Regions from separate parts of the Mus musculus genome. Here regions 2 and 3 are each linked to region 1. A link is a contact called in public Hi-C data. All regions are on one chromosome and are shown on one strand. The core of a region is the stretch at or near the end of the contact, and the rest is flanking DNA. Distances in the headings are between cores, read along the strand shown. Region 1 has its middle 57 kb from the start of Gm34721. Region 2 overlaps Ntrk2 (neurotrophic tyrosine kinase, receptor, type 2). Region 3 overlaps Ntrk2 (neurotrophic tyrosine kinase, receptor, type 2).

Evidence for each region. A called contact is a pair of places that touch in the nucleus more often than the background predicts.
Region 2: a Hi-C map of uterus shows a contact between it and region 1. The contact joins two enhancer-like sites. A contact is called at or near these places in 1 of 484 Hi-C or Micro-C datasets (uterus) and 1 of 9 other capture datasets (embryonic stem cells).
Region 3: a contact with region 1 is called in a Hi-C map of uterus, with 2.2 times the contacts expected there. The contact joins two enhancer-like sites. A contact is called at or near these places in 1 of 484 Hi-C or Micro-C datasets (uterus) and 1 of 9 other capture datasets (embryonic stem cells).

What each region holds. Positions count from the first base shown.
Region 1 is chr13:59,348,916-59,352,754 of GRCm38.p6, reverse strand. No RefSeq gene overlaps it. Among named protein-coding and RNA genes, the nearest start is that of Gm34721, 57 kb to the left of the region's middle. Within about 2 kb of position 1,809, at least 10 of the 459 cell types and tissues checked have an H3K27ac peak or open chromatin away from gene starts, as enhancers often do. A contact at or near this core is called in uterus, where this site is marked.
Region 2 is chr13:58,912,371-58,916,209 of GRCm38.p6, reverse strand. The region is part of intron 12 of Ntrk2 (neurotrophic tyrosine kinase, receptor, type 2); the gene reads right to left. Among named protein-coding and RNA genes, the nearest start is that of Ntrk2, 110 kb to the right of the region's middle. Within about 2 kb of position 1,804, at least 11 of the 459 cell types and tissues checked have an H3K27ac peak or open chromatin away from gene starts, as enhancers often do. A contact at or near this core is called in uterus, where this site is marked.
Region 3 is chr13:58,936,753-58,940,591 of GRCm38.p6, reverse strand. The region is part of intron 12 of Ntrk2 (neurotrophic tyrosine kinase, receptor, type 2); the gene reads right to left. Among named protein-coding and RNA genes, the nearest start is that of Ntrk2, 130 kb to the right of the region's middle. Within about 2 kb of position 1,956, at least 12 of the 459 cell types and tissues checked have an H3K27ac peak or open chromatin away from gene starts, as enhancers often do. A contact at or near this core is called in uterus, where this site is marked.

The DNA of each region.
Region 1 (3,839 bases), core at 560-3,059:
GGAACAATGAGAAGTCTGGATCCTAATTGTCAGTAAGAAGCCAGGGTTCTCATCTCTAGGCTACAGATTTTTGCTAGTGTGTATTAACTTGTAGCCAGGGCTTTCTTGATACATTTGCTATGATGTGTGCACCTGGGCCATATTTACTCCTCCTTCCTATTCCCCTTCTCATCCCCCCACACCACCAGTTGTTCCCCTTTTATTTTCAACACCCCCAAATTCTGCATGTGGGAGAGGAACCATGAGACAGTTGTCCAAGATACTTATGTTTAGTTTGCTCTAACTGCCCAGCTCATCTATTTTCTTGCAAATGACATGGCTAGATTCTTTATGGTCAAGTGTAACTTAGTTGCACATATCTTTAACCACAAAGGCCCAACCATAACCACTGTAGGGCCCCTAGGCTGATAACTTGGCTGTTGTGAACAGGACCACACGCAGTAAGCATTGGTATGCAGGTATGAGGCTATCTCAGAAAGGGGCGCAGTAAACGAGGGTGTGCAGGGAGTATAGTAAACTGACTTAGATTCCTTGGGAATTTGGACCCAGAAGTGGTATCTCTGGGACATAGTACTGTTTTAATTTTTTTCTTTTGAGTAGCCTCCGTACTAACTTCCATAGCCAAGCAACAATGTTTAAGGGCCCACTTTGCCCCATATTCTTGCCAACATTTATTAATTTTTCTTAACGATAGCCATTATGACTAGAGTGAAGTCAAATAGCAAAACAATTTTGATTCGCACTTCCCAGAAGGATAAGAATATTAAAGGTTTTTTTTTTTTTCCTGTGTATGTATTGACCATCAGTGCTTCATTTGAAAAGTGTCAGTTCAGTTCATTTGCAGGTTTATTGGCTGGATTATTGATTTTTTTTTTTTTTGAGTTCCACTTTCCATTGGGCATTAATCCCTGGACATGTGATTATCTTCTGTGCAGCTGACAAAGATCCCCCCCCCCCCGCCCCCTCCTTCAAGGCTGTGTCTCTTTACTCTGGGAATCTATGCTGTGAGGAGCTTTGTTATTTAGATTTAGCTCTTTTATGTGTATGTGCGTCACATGCATGCAGTGCCTAAGGAGGCCAGAAGAGGGCAGCAGATCCACTGGAAAAAGAGTTGTGCCTAGTTGAGCGCTACCACGTGGGTGTTCTATAGGAGCCTAACATTGAAACGGCCCCCAAAGCCACTTAAGGAACTAAAGACATTTACTGCTCAGGAGGAGGAAATGTGACTCCCACCCTGAAGCTGGGCCGAGCCTGTTGGGCACAGGCCATCTTAGGGGAGATTGAACTTTATGGAAAGATGAAGACTCCTAGGATGTGACTAATAACGGAGCCCGGGAGCGAGGACCTCGCCATGACAGAGTGACTGGTTGAAGGAGCCACAGGAGGCGTTGCCTTAGGGAAGAACCATGAGCCGCCTTGTAGAGAGAGGCAAGAGCGGTCCTCTTCCATCTGCGTGCAGATGGTTCTGTTCTGCAAGGCTGCGTCCTGGTGCAAACCTGAGAGGAATTATTCCGGGATGAGGTTTGCTGTAGCAGCAAAACATTTGTCTTATAAAGGAAACTTGACTGAAAAACACGGTTTACAAGATTTTAAACAGAGACACACTCAAACTTAAAAAACACAATGCTCTCATGATTACTTTAAGACCTTTGAGCCTCCTCTGAAACAAACCATCCCCTCTATAAATTTTGTCCACAGAGTAATTTTCAAATTCAGTGGAACAGAGCTTTGAATGGTGTCATGCAGTATGAAAGGAAACCGGGCTTGGCGTTCCTTTCCTTTACATTATCTGGGCTGATTCCAGCATTTATAGATGCAGTAAACACTGAGGGTTTTCTAACTCCTCACCACGGAGTCAATAAAGAAATGAGAGCAGCAATAGAGGCTCTTGCTGTTTCCTTAAAGAGCTGGGAGACATCCAACCGCAAGCTGATTTTCTGTTGGCTGCTGGCTACATGTTAGTGACCTGCTTTGTGTTTTACGAGCCATCTGCAGACCCCACAGTGCCGTGCTCTGTCTGCTTTGAGATCTTTTCTTAAGACACAGGAGAGGTTGTTTGAGGTCCTCACACTGAAACTGTTTTATGTCATGAAGATTAGGGGACAGAATGAGATGCACCCGGAACTGTACACAGATGACAAACACAGACTCACTCTAAAGTCAGGGAAAACACATCCATCCATCCACACATATCTCCCCAGACACCCCCCTACATACACACACACACCCACACACACATACTCATACACACACACACACACACACTTACATCCATCCCCCTAATGTCCATACACACACATACACATACATGCATAGACACACAAACACAGGCATAACAGCTACACACACATACACACACATATACACATACATACACACAGACACAAAGATAAGTATACACAGTCATACAGAGGTACACAGACAGAAACACACACGCATCCATCCACACATATCTCCCCACACACCCCCCACATACCCCCTCATATACACACACATCCATACACACCCATACACACACATACACTCACATCCATCCCCCCAAAGTCCATCTACACACACACACACATCCATCCACACACATTCACATATGCAAATACATGCATAGACATACGCATATCCACCCACACACACATACACATCCATACACACATAAGCATACATCTATTCATGTACGCACACACACATACACATATATGCATAGACACACAAACACAAGCATACAGCTACAGACACACACACATATACACATACATACACACAGACACAAAGATAAGTATACATAGTCACACAGAGGTACACAGACAGAAACACGCACACATTCATATACACATAGACATACAAACATGCAAACATAGCCACATAATCTCTCTCTCCAACACAGGGACACATTCTCTTTCTCTTCTCTATCTTCCTCTAGTTCTCTCTCTGTCTCTCCCTCTCTTTCACTCTTTCACTCTTCCCTCCCTCTTCTCTCTTCCCTGCTTCTCTTTTCCATCTCCCCCTTATATCTCTCTTCTCTCTCCCATATCTCTCCCCTCTCTCCCCCCTCTTCCCTCTCCCTCTCTCCCCCTCTCCCCCTCATCTCTCTCTTCCTTCTCCCCCAACTTCCCTTTCTCCTCCTCATCTCTCTCCTCCCTTTTCCCCCTCTTCCCTCTCTTCACATTTCTCTCCTCCCTCTCCCCCTTCTTTCTTTTCCCCTCTCCCCCATCTCTCTCCTCCCTCTCCCCCCTCCTCCCTACTTCTCGATGTCTGTTGCAAAAGCAGCGCAAACACAAATCTCACTCAGCTGCACTCCTGATCACTGCCGCTGTCCTGAAGCCAGCTTCCAAACATTTTTGGGGCGGCTGAAGTTTTTCCTCAGTGATTAAGAGCATTGGCTGTTCTTGCAGAGGACCTGGATTTGGTGCACAGCACCCTCCCACCATGGCAGCTCACAACCATCTAATTCCAGTGGATCTGAGACCCTCTTCTAGCCTCCACACACCCTGTACCCACATGGTGCACAAATATACATGCAGGTAAACATGTATACACATAAAATAAATAATTTATTAAAAACTCATTTACTATCTCCACTGTTGCAGCCAGATACCATGAAGGGAAAGTGTTTGCACATGAAGCATTCCAAAGCTTTCTACCATTTTGAACTCCCAAGTCCAGATAATAGATATGAAGATGTCATTGTGCACACAGAAATTAGTCTGTGAATTTTCTGATTATGGAATATACACATGGTTTAAAAGATATGATAATAAGAGCTATTTCATGTCTTAGCTGACCACTAGCATGCCATTTCCCCACTAAAAGATCTACCTTTCTTCTATTTCTTTTGCCATTGA
Region 2 (3,839 bases), core at 555-3,054, 440 kb after region 1:
CACTGCTGATGGCATGATGATATTGGTGGTGACGATAACAGCTACTGATTTATAGAGTGTTCATACACTGCAGGAACTGAGGGAAATACTTTATAGTTGACATGTCAAGTCACAAGGCATTCCTGAGATTTGGGGGAGTTGTGTTTTCTTTTCCAGAGACATCTGGGTCACAAGGGAAATTTGGGTCTCAAGCTACAGATTTCTAATTTGAAACACTGGACAACTCTCTGAGCCTTGTGTAAAGCTTGCTCTTACTTGTAAGTGGTAATTATACTTTCCTTGAGACCGTTGAAAGGAGCATGAGAGATCATATCTGCACAGCTCTTAGAAGCTAACATGTGTCAGCACACATGGAAGACTGAATCACTCAACTTTGGAAAAGAAGAGAGATTTCCCAATGCATAGGTACTGAGAAAGCGGTACGTGCTGCTAGCATTGCTGGGTGTCCTTGTTGCCCAAGGACAAAAGCAGGTGAAGACAGGGATCTAAAGGGCCTTGATACTAAAGGTCACGCCTTCTTCTACTAAGTTAGTGACTATCGAGAAATCCCATGATCTTTTTAAACCAAAATGCCTCTTCTTAAACTGAAATGGACACCAGGAAGCTAACGGCATTGGTGCTTCTTAGTTTATTTGGCATTTTATGAACAGAGAAAAGCCCATTTTATCACTAGCTCAGTAGTAAAGGACCCAAGCTTGTATAAAGCCTATTAAGCAAATGTCAATAGAATAAAAAATGTGACTCGTCTTTCTTCCTCTATGTCTTAAGGGTCATGATCTACTGAAAATTAGGATTTGCCTCATTTAACAGGTATAATTAACTCTAGTCTCTACGTGTCACAGTGGAATTGCTGCAGGAGGGTAAGTCAGCAATACTAAATGAACGAGCAATTGCATTTCCTCTTTTGTATCCCACGGTGGGAACTGGGGGTAAAAATATGTTTTCTTCCCAGGCTGGGGATAAAGAGACTTCCCCTCAAAGCCTGCCTGTTCCTCAGCAAGTCTGGAAGAAATCTATTCCCGTTGGAAACGAAGGCAGGCCTTGTTGGGTTGTCTTGTGTCCCGTGGCTACAGGTGTTGAATGAGTCTAGACAGTTTTCAAGCTTGAGCTGAATTTTAGACAATGTCTTTCAAATCAGAGCTAAGAAAAGCCTTTCTCTCAACGTTGGGAGTGTCTAGTCTCCGAGGTGCAATCCTTCAAGACTGCAAAATCCAGTCAGAAAGAGTTTCTCTACTTACTTTTTCTTTAAACAAATAGCAAATATTCCATGCCGTTTGTATAAAGTAGCTCCCAGACTCAGGAAAACAACTGAGGCAGGTGTGGTGATGCCTGAGATCCCAGTATTTGGTAGCTTGAGACGGGAAGGTTCTGAGTTATGAGACAGATTGGGCTATGTAGCATGTTCCAGACACCAGGGCTACATAGCAAGCCCTTATCTTAACACAAACTAGCCAACCAACCAACCAGCAAACAACATTTGAAAGTATGTGCCTGGCACATGGGCCAGAACTCTATGCACTCTCTGGAACTTCTCAGAGTATCTGTCCTAGTGTGGCCACATCCAAGAGGACTCTCTGGAGCTGTTGCCAAACATCTGTTATCAATGTGGGGTTCTGTCAGCCTTTGACTCTGCGTGGAGCTAAGGCTCGCTTTACAGTGTTGCAGAGATAACAGTTGGTTATTTCAACATTTCTTTTTCTTTTTAGTCTGATTGAGATGCAGGCCAATGTAAAGATATGCGAGGACCCAGACAGTTAAAACACTCTCAAAGCTCAGAGGGCTCTTCTGGACAAAGTCCTCAAATAACCAGATGATCAAAACAAACACACCCTTCAGTGGGATGAGCAGGTCATAGGACAGGCCCTCTTTCATCTCTCGGCCACCTCTGAATTTGTATTGTGCAATTATCAACACTCTTTTCAAAGGTGCCAAAGAATATGACATCCATTTGGGTCAATGCAAAGGTGACAGCTCACATCTCTGACATCAGTAACTGAAAGTCTTCACTTTGGCCAACACATACAAAGACAACTCGCAGAATACCAACCAGGGCACTTAGACAAGTCCCAAGGGGTCAATGCCACATTGGAAAAGAGAATCGAGCTAAAGAGGACACAGCAGTCATTGACAATGGGACACATTGATTAATGTTCTTCACAACCCAGCTTACAGCCAGGGTTCAGTTTATTAGTAATGACCTCCTTATCAGAAAAGATTGGCAACCATAAGGCTGGCATCTCTCCCCCGATTCTAAAGCAAACTCTGACACTGCTGTAGACTTCCTTTCAGACCCTCTACTGTACCTCCTTCTTCAACATCACTGCTGTAGCACAGGCAAACCCTCATCTCCTGTACTGAAACAAACCCCACTGCACTAAGGCAGGGCAAGGTTTCCAAAGCCCTAAAAAGACCGGCTGACTTAGCAAATACCAGGAGTGACCTTGAGAGTATTGATCAAACTCTCTTTGTCTGTTTCAGAGGCAGGGAAATTAAATAGTCCTCTAAATCATTAATGGATTCCTTTTATGCTCCCCTCTCCATGAAACAGCCTTTCCCCTCCATCCGAGCTGGGAATCTCTTTCCCACAGCTTTCTGGGAAACAACAGGTATCGCTTGTCAAAAATACTCAAGAAAATGGTTCCATTTTCTCTCTTGATATTACTTAGAACATCCAATGAAAACTCACCCACAGTCAACTGAATAATTGCCTTGGAAAGATGCATACATTCTTCCTACCTTGATGGGGCTGATAAGTCTGTCTTTAAAATATATTGAAATGTTAACGACAAAGAAAGCTTTAGTGAAAACTTCACCTTTTAAACTAAAAGTCTGTTTGACTTTATCTTTCTCACTGAAAGTTTCTGTGTTTTGAAAGCTGTGTTTTGCGTCTGCATTTGGACCTAGAATCCGTCTACCACTGATGAGAGAAAGCAGGGTTCAAAAACCTCCTGTCCTAAATTACCTCCCTTATCAAGAAACCCTCAGCACTAAGAAGGAAGCCAGAAAGCCTGGAGCCCATTTAAATGGAAACAAAACACAAAGACACCTTTGTAGAAGTGCATAAAGTTGCTTTACAATGTTGCAGACTTAACACTCGATTATTTCAACCTTTTGGTTGCTGTTTTTTGTTTGTTTGTTTGTTTGTTTGTTTTTTAATAGACTGAATGAGATGCAAGCAGATGTAGGAAATGGGAGGACCCAGACACTTCAAATGCTCCCAAAGCTTGTAGGGTCAAAAGCCTCAAATAACCAGCCCCTGTGACTGGATGACAAGAGAGTCCAAGACTGGATGAAAAGAAGGATAAGACAGAAGGGCCATGTGGGGCAGGGCTGTGTGGGGCAGGGCTGTGTGGAGCAGGGCTGTGTGAGGGCTGAGTGGAGCAAAGATATGTGAGGCAGGGCTGTGTGGGGCAGGGCTGTGTGGAACAGGGCTGTGTGGAGCAGGGCAGAGAGGGGCAGGGCTATGTGAGGCAGGGCTGTGTGGGACAGGGCTCTGTGAGGGCTGAGTGGAGCAAAGATATGTGAGGCAGGGCTGTGTGGGGCAGGGCTATGTGGGGTAGGGAGGTGTGGGGCAGGGCTGTGTGGGGCAGGGATGTGAGGAGCAGGGCTGTATGGAGCAGGGCTGTGTGGGGCAGGGCTGTGTGGGGCAGGGCTGTGTGGGGCAGGGCTGTGTGGGGCAGGCAGTGCAAGAAGCCCCAGCACTCTAGGCCTTGAATCAACCACTAATTTCAGATTGACCTCAGAAAGTCTATGGGTTGCTTTGGGCCTCAGTTTCCCCAAGGAAGTTGCAGTAGGTAGTACCTTCCCTTCTGTCCAAGTGTAACACCTACACCTGTTCC
Region 3 (3,839 bases), core at 707-3,206, 410 kb after region 1:
TTCCTTTTGTCGGGTGATACCGAATGGAAAGTGGACTTTCTGTATGACATGTGTCTCATACCAAGACACAAGGGTTAACGACAAAAAGAAGTCTTCAGGCTGGTTATTTCATAACTCACATCAAGATAGGAGAGGAAGACAAAATCGGCAGCATCATTTATAAGCCCCGGGAAGTGGAAGTTTCCAGGCTGCCATAAATAAGGACAAGAGTGTCTGCCAAGTTAGAGGCCTTGCCAAATTTGAAATCCACTCAATCTCTACATTTTGGAACCCAGAACAGAACACCAACCTTGTGGGATTTATAATATTTTCTTCTCAGCGAAATCTCTTGCTATTTATAAGAAAGTAAAAACAAAAAGTAATATATATATATATATATATATATATATATATATATATATATATCATGGGAAGGTTTTTATTTATTTATTTTTAACCATCTGGGAGTTTTACAAGCAGTAAGACTGTAAAGATAATTAGGTGGAATGATCTATGCACTGTTATTAAATCCATCGTAGTCAAAGAAGACTGAAAGTATGCAGAGCCGCGTGTATGTACATGTGTGTATGCAAGTGTGTGCATCTTTGCATGTGTGTACTACCGTTCTCTCATCAACACTTAATTTCTCTCTTTTTTCCCCCTCATACACAGACCACCACCACCCATGATTCCGTCCAACCAATGTAAAAGTTTTAAAGCATAAAAAATTAAAGAAAAGATGAAGAAGCTTATTTAGGATATGAGTGCTGTTCAGAAACAGAATGAGAGCTAAATAGAGCAAAATAGCTCCTAAGGAAGATAAAGGTGTGGGGAGGGAATAAGCTAAGCGGGTAGAGGCACCTCCCATCAGGTTATACATAAGTAAGATGGACTTAGCCACCAAAGGATGCTCTCTGAGAGAGGGTGGGGCCTCACAGACTACAGACAGTCTCACCTGGGCCCTAACAAGTTCCCAAATTATAGAAACCAAAGCGGCAGATTATAAGCATCACACAGACTGTCACCCCCGAGGACAAGGGTGACACCTGCTTGGTGGACTCTGGTGTCACCCAGAGCTGAGCTCAGTGTCTTGCCTGATTTTGACACAGCAAAATACCCTAGGTCTTGAATGGCCTCGATGTAACAATCCAAGGAAGAACTCAGTGTGTGTTCTAGGGGACAAGGAGGTGACATGGAGAACGATCTCTAGCGATGACTGAACACTAGAAGACCCAAGCCCAGGAAAGGCTGGAGCAATAGAGCAACCCCAACAGGCCTCTAGATTGCTCCTGGTAGAGTGATTGATTCTTCCACACACAGAATTCGAAAGGCGTGTCCAGCCGCCTTCTCTACTCAGACCTGGGAGGGCCACACGTGGCTGATGGGGAATTAACACACTCAGTCATGGCCTTGGACACATGATGGAGAGGCAATGGGACTGCCCCAAATCAAGGACCCCAACATCAGTACAAAATAAACACTCACTTAGGGAGTCTTTCTTGAAAAGCCTGAAGCATCTTAGGAGGCTGCGTTTTGGTCTCCGTGGGAAGGCAGAAGGGAGTTTACCCCCTGACACTGGAGCATTGGCTGAAGCTGTGCAAACTTACCTGAGAACAGATTCTATTCACCACAGCAAACGGCACAGCCTACATTTTTGTTTAACAGTGCTTCAGAACTGATTACAGTTTGATGGGGATTATTAAAAAGAGATAAAAGGGTGGAAAATAAACATAGGAGTTGTTTCTCCGTCCCTCCTTGGAAACGTAATAAAACTATCAGAAGGAAGGGGGAAAGCTTACTGCTCGTTAGTCTGTGGTTGGGCAGAGATTTTAATTCAGTAAACACAGGCTCTGAGATCTTGTGGCATGTGAGATGGACTTGACCAAATGACTGGAAAATTAGCATATGCCCTTGGCAGTCTCTCCCAGTCCTGGGCTGCCAGAAGGGGGTGCAGAGAGGACTCCATGTGTGGAGGCTGCTCTGTGTCTTTGTGCTGCAGAGGCCAAAGCCAAGTCAGGCCTTTGTGACACTTTGTTCTGCTGTCTAGATTCTGTGCATGGAGGTAGCTGGATATGATATGTCCTCTACCAACCCGTCCTGCCACGCCCCAGCCCTGCTGTGCTAATCTCTCTTAGGATCCCTCATTAGGCTGGCAAGATGGCTCAGCGGTTAAGAACACACTAACTGCTCTTCCGGAGGTCCTGAGTTCAAATCCCAGCAACCACATGGTGGCTCACAGCCATCTGTAATGAGATCTGATGCCCTCTTCTGGTGTGTCTGAAGACAGCTACAGTGTACTTACAAATAATAAATAAATCTTTTTTTTTTAAAAGAATCACTCATTAGATAGTGAAACAACCCCAGGGGGATGCGGAGGGCTGGAAATCAGGGGACATGAGCAAAGGCACTCGATGACATCGGTCAAAAGTACAAATCTGCCATGGCCAGTTGCAAACACGGTCTGGGTTCTCATGCTTCGCACCGAAACCTCCTGACCCAACCTGCCTCATAAGGTAAAAGGTGAAAATCAGGTGCTGGTGTTACCACCAGGCCCCACACTCATGTGCCGAGATCTGCAAGGGCTTCCTGAGACTGGGAGCAGACGCCTTCTCAGTGACTGGTTAACCTGACAATTCACCGTGGTCAAGAATAATCTCTGCTCGATGGCCAGGGCCAGAAGGGGTGAGCACGTTAAACTACGGAAACTGTACTGTTGGGTAAGCTCTGTAGAGCTGTGAGGAGCCCTGGGTAGCCTGTGGAAGACCGTTTGGCACATATTTGCAAAATCAATACCCCTTAACTACCATCAGCATCCTTTAAGTCCTGGGTAGACTCCCTTTTGATTGTAAGGTGAATTTACCCCAAGTTAACCACCACTCATGCAGTAACAATAACCCCTTCAGGGTGCCCAGAAGGTGGTCATGGGCTCAAATAAATCCAAGATGCAGTTGTTTAAATCTTATTTTTTGGCCTGTAGCCAAAGTGGGACATGCGGAAGGAAAGTCTGAAGAGCCTGTAATGGAGACTAAGGGGACGTGACATATGAGCAGTCTGCCGCCATAACTGGTCATGTCTCTCCAGGTACTGCTGTCCTTGAGATCTCTATCCTGGACCATAAAAGCTGCTCTCTGTCTCTGACATGAGTTGCTTAGTTGCTTAGTGAATGAACTGACAGGACATTGTGTGCCCTCTTGCTGGGGTAAAACATCAAAAGTATTTTGTAAAGAATATAAAAGTTTAGTTGGTAAAAAACCAAAACAAAACAAAAAACAAACAAACAAACAAAAAAAAAAAAAACCCACAAAGCTTCCTGGTATATACTCTGTACCAAATACCTTTTAACTAATGGAAGTAGTTCTCATGTAAGAATCATAAACCATACCTCTTGTGTGTGTGATTCTTACTGATGGAAACTCTCAAAGCTGTCCCCAAGCCATGATTTGTTCTAGCGCCCGCAGTAGGTAGGACTCCCCAAAATTCCTTATTGACATGTCTCAGCCCCCCAGACCACCGATGACACAGGGGCCATATGCGTGGGGGGGTAGGAGAGGGGGTGTGATCTACAGAGAACACAGGACACATGGAGATGAATCATAAAACTTTATTGGCTTGTTAAAGAAATGGATGAATTCAGCAAGTACATTTATAGTCTAGCCACACTGTTAAAACAGTACTTAAAAGTAAAATCTTTTTTAAAAAAAGAGATGCATTGTTTACAGGAAATGTGAAAAAAGAGACTTGAAAACCCAGAATATTATAGGGGAAAAAAGGCACAAAAGTGAGTCACGAGCTGCCTCTGGATTCCAGCAAATGGGTTTGGACCCAATAGGGATGAAGCCCAGGGACACATCTTTCTTGAG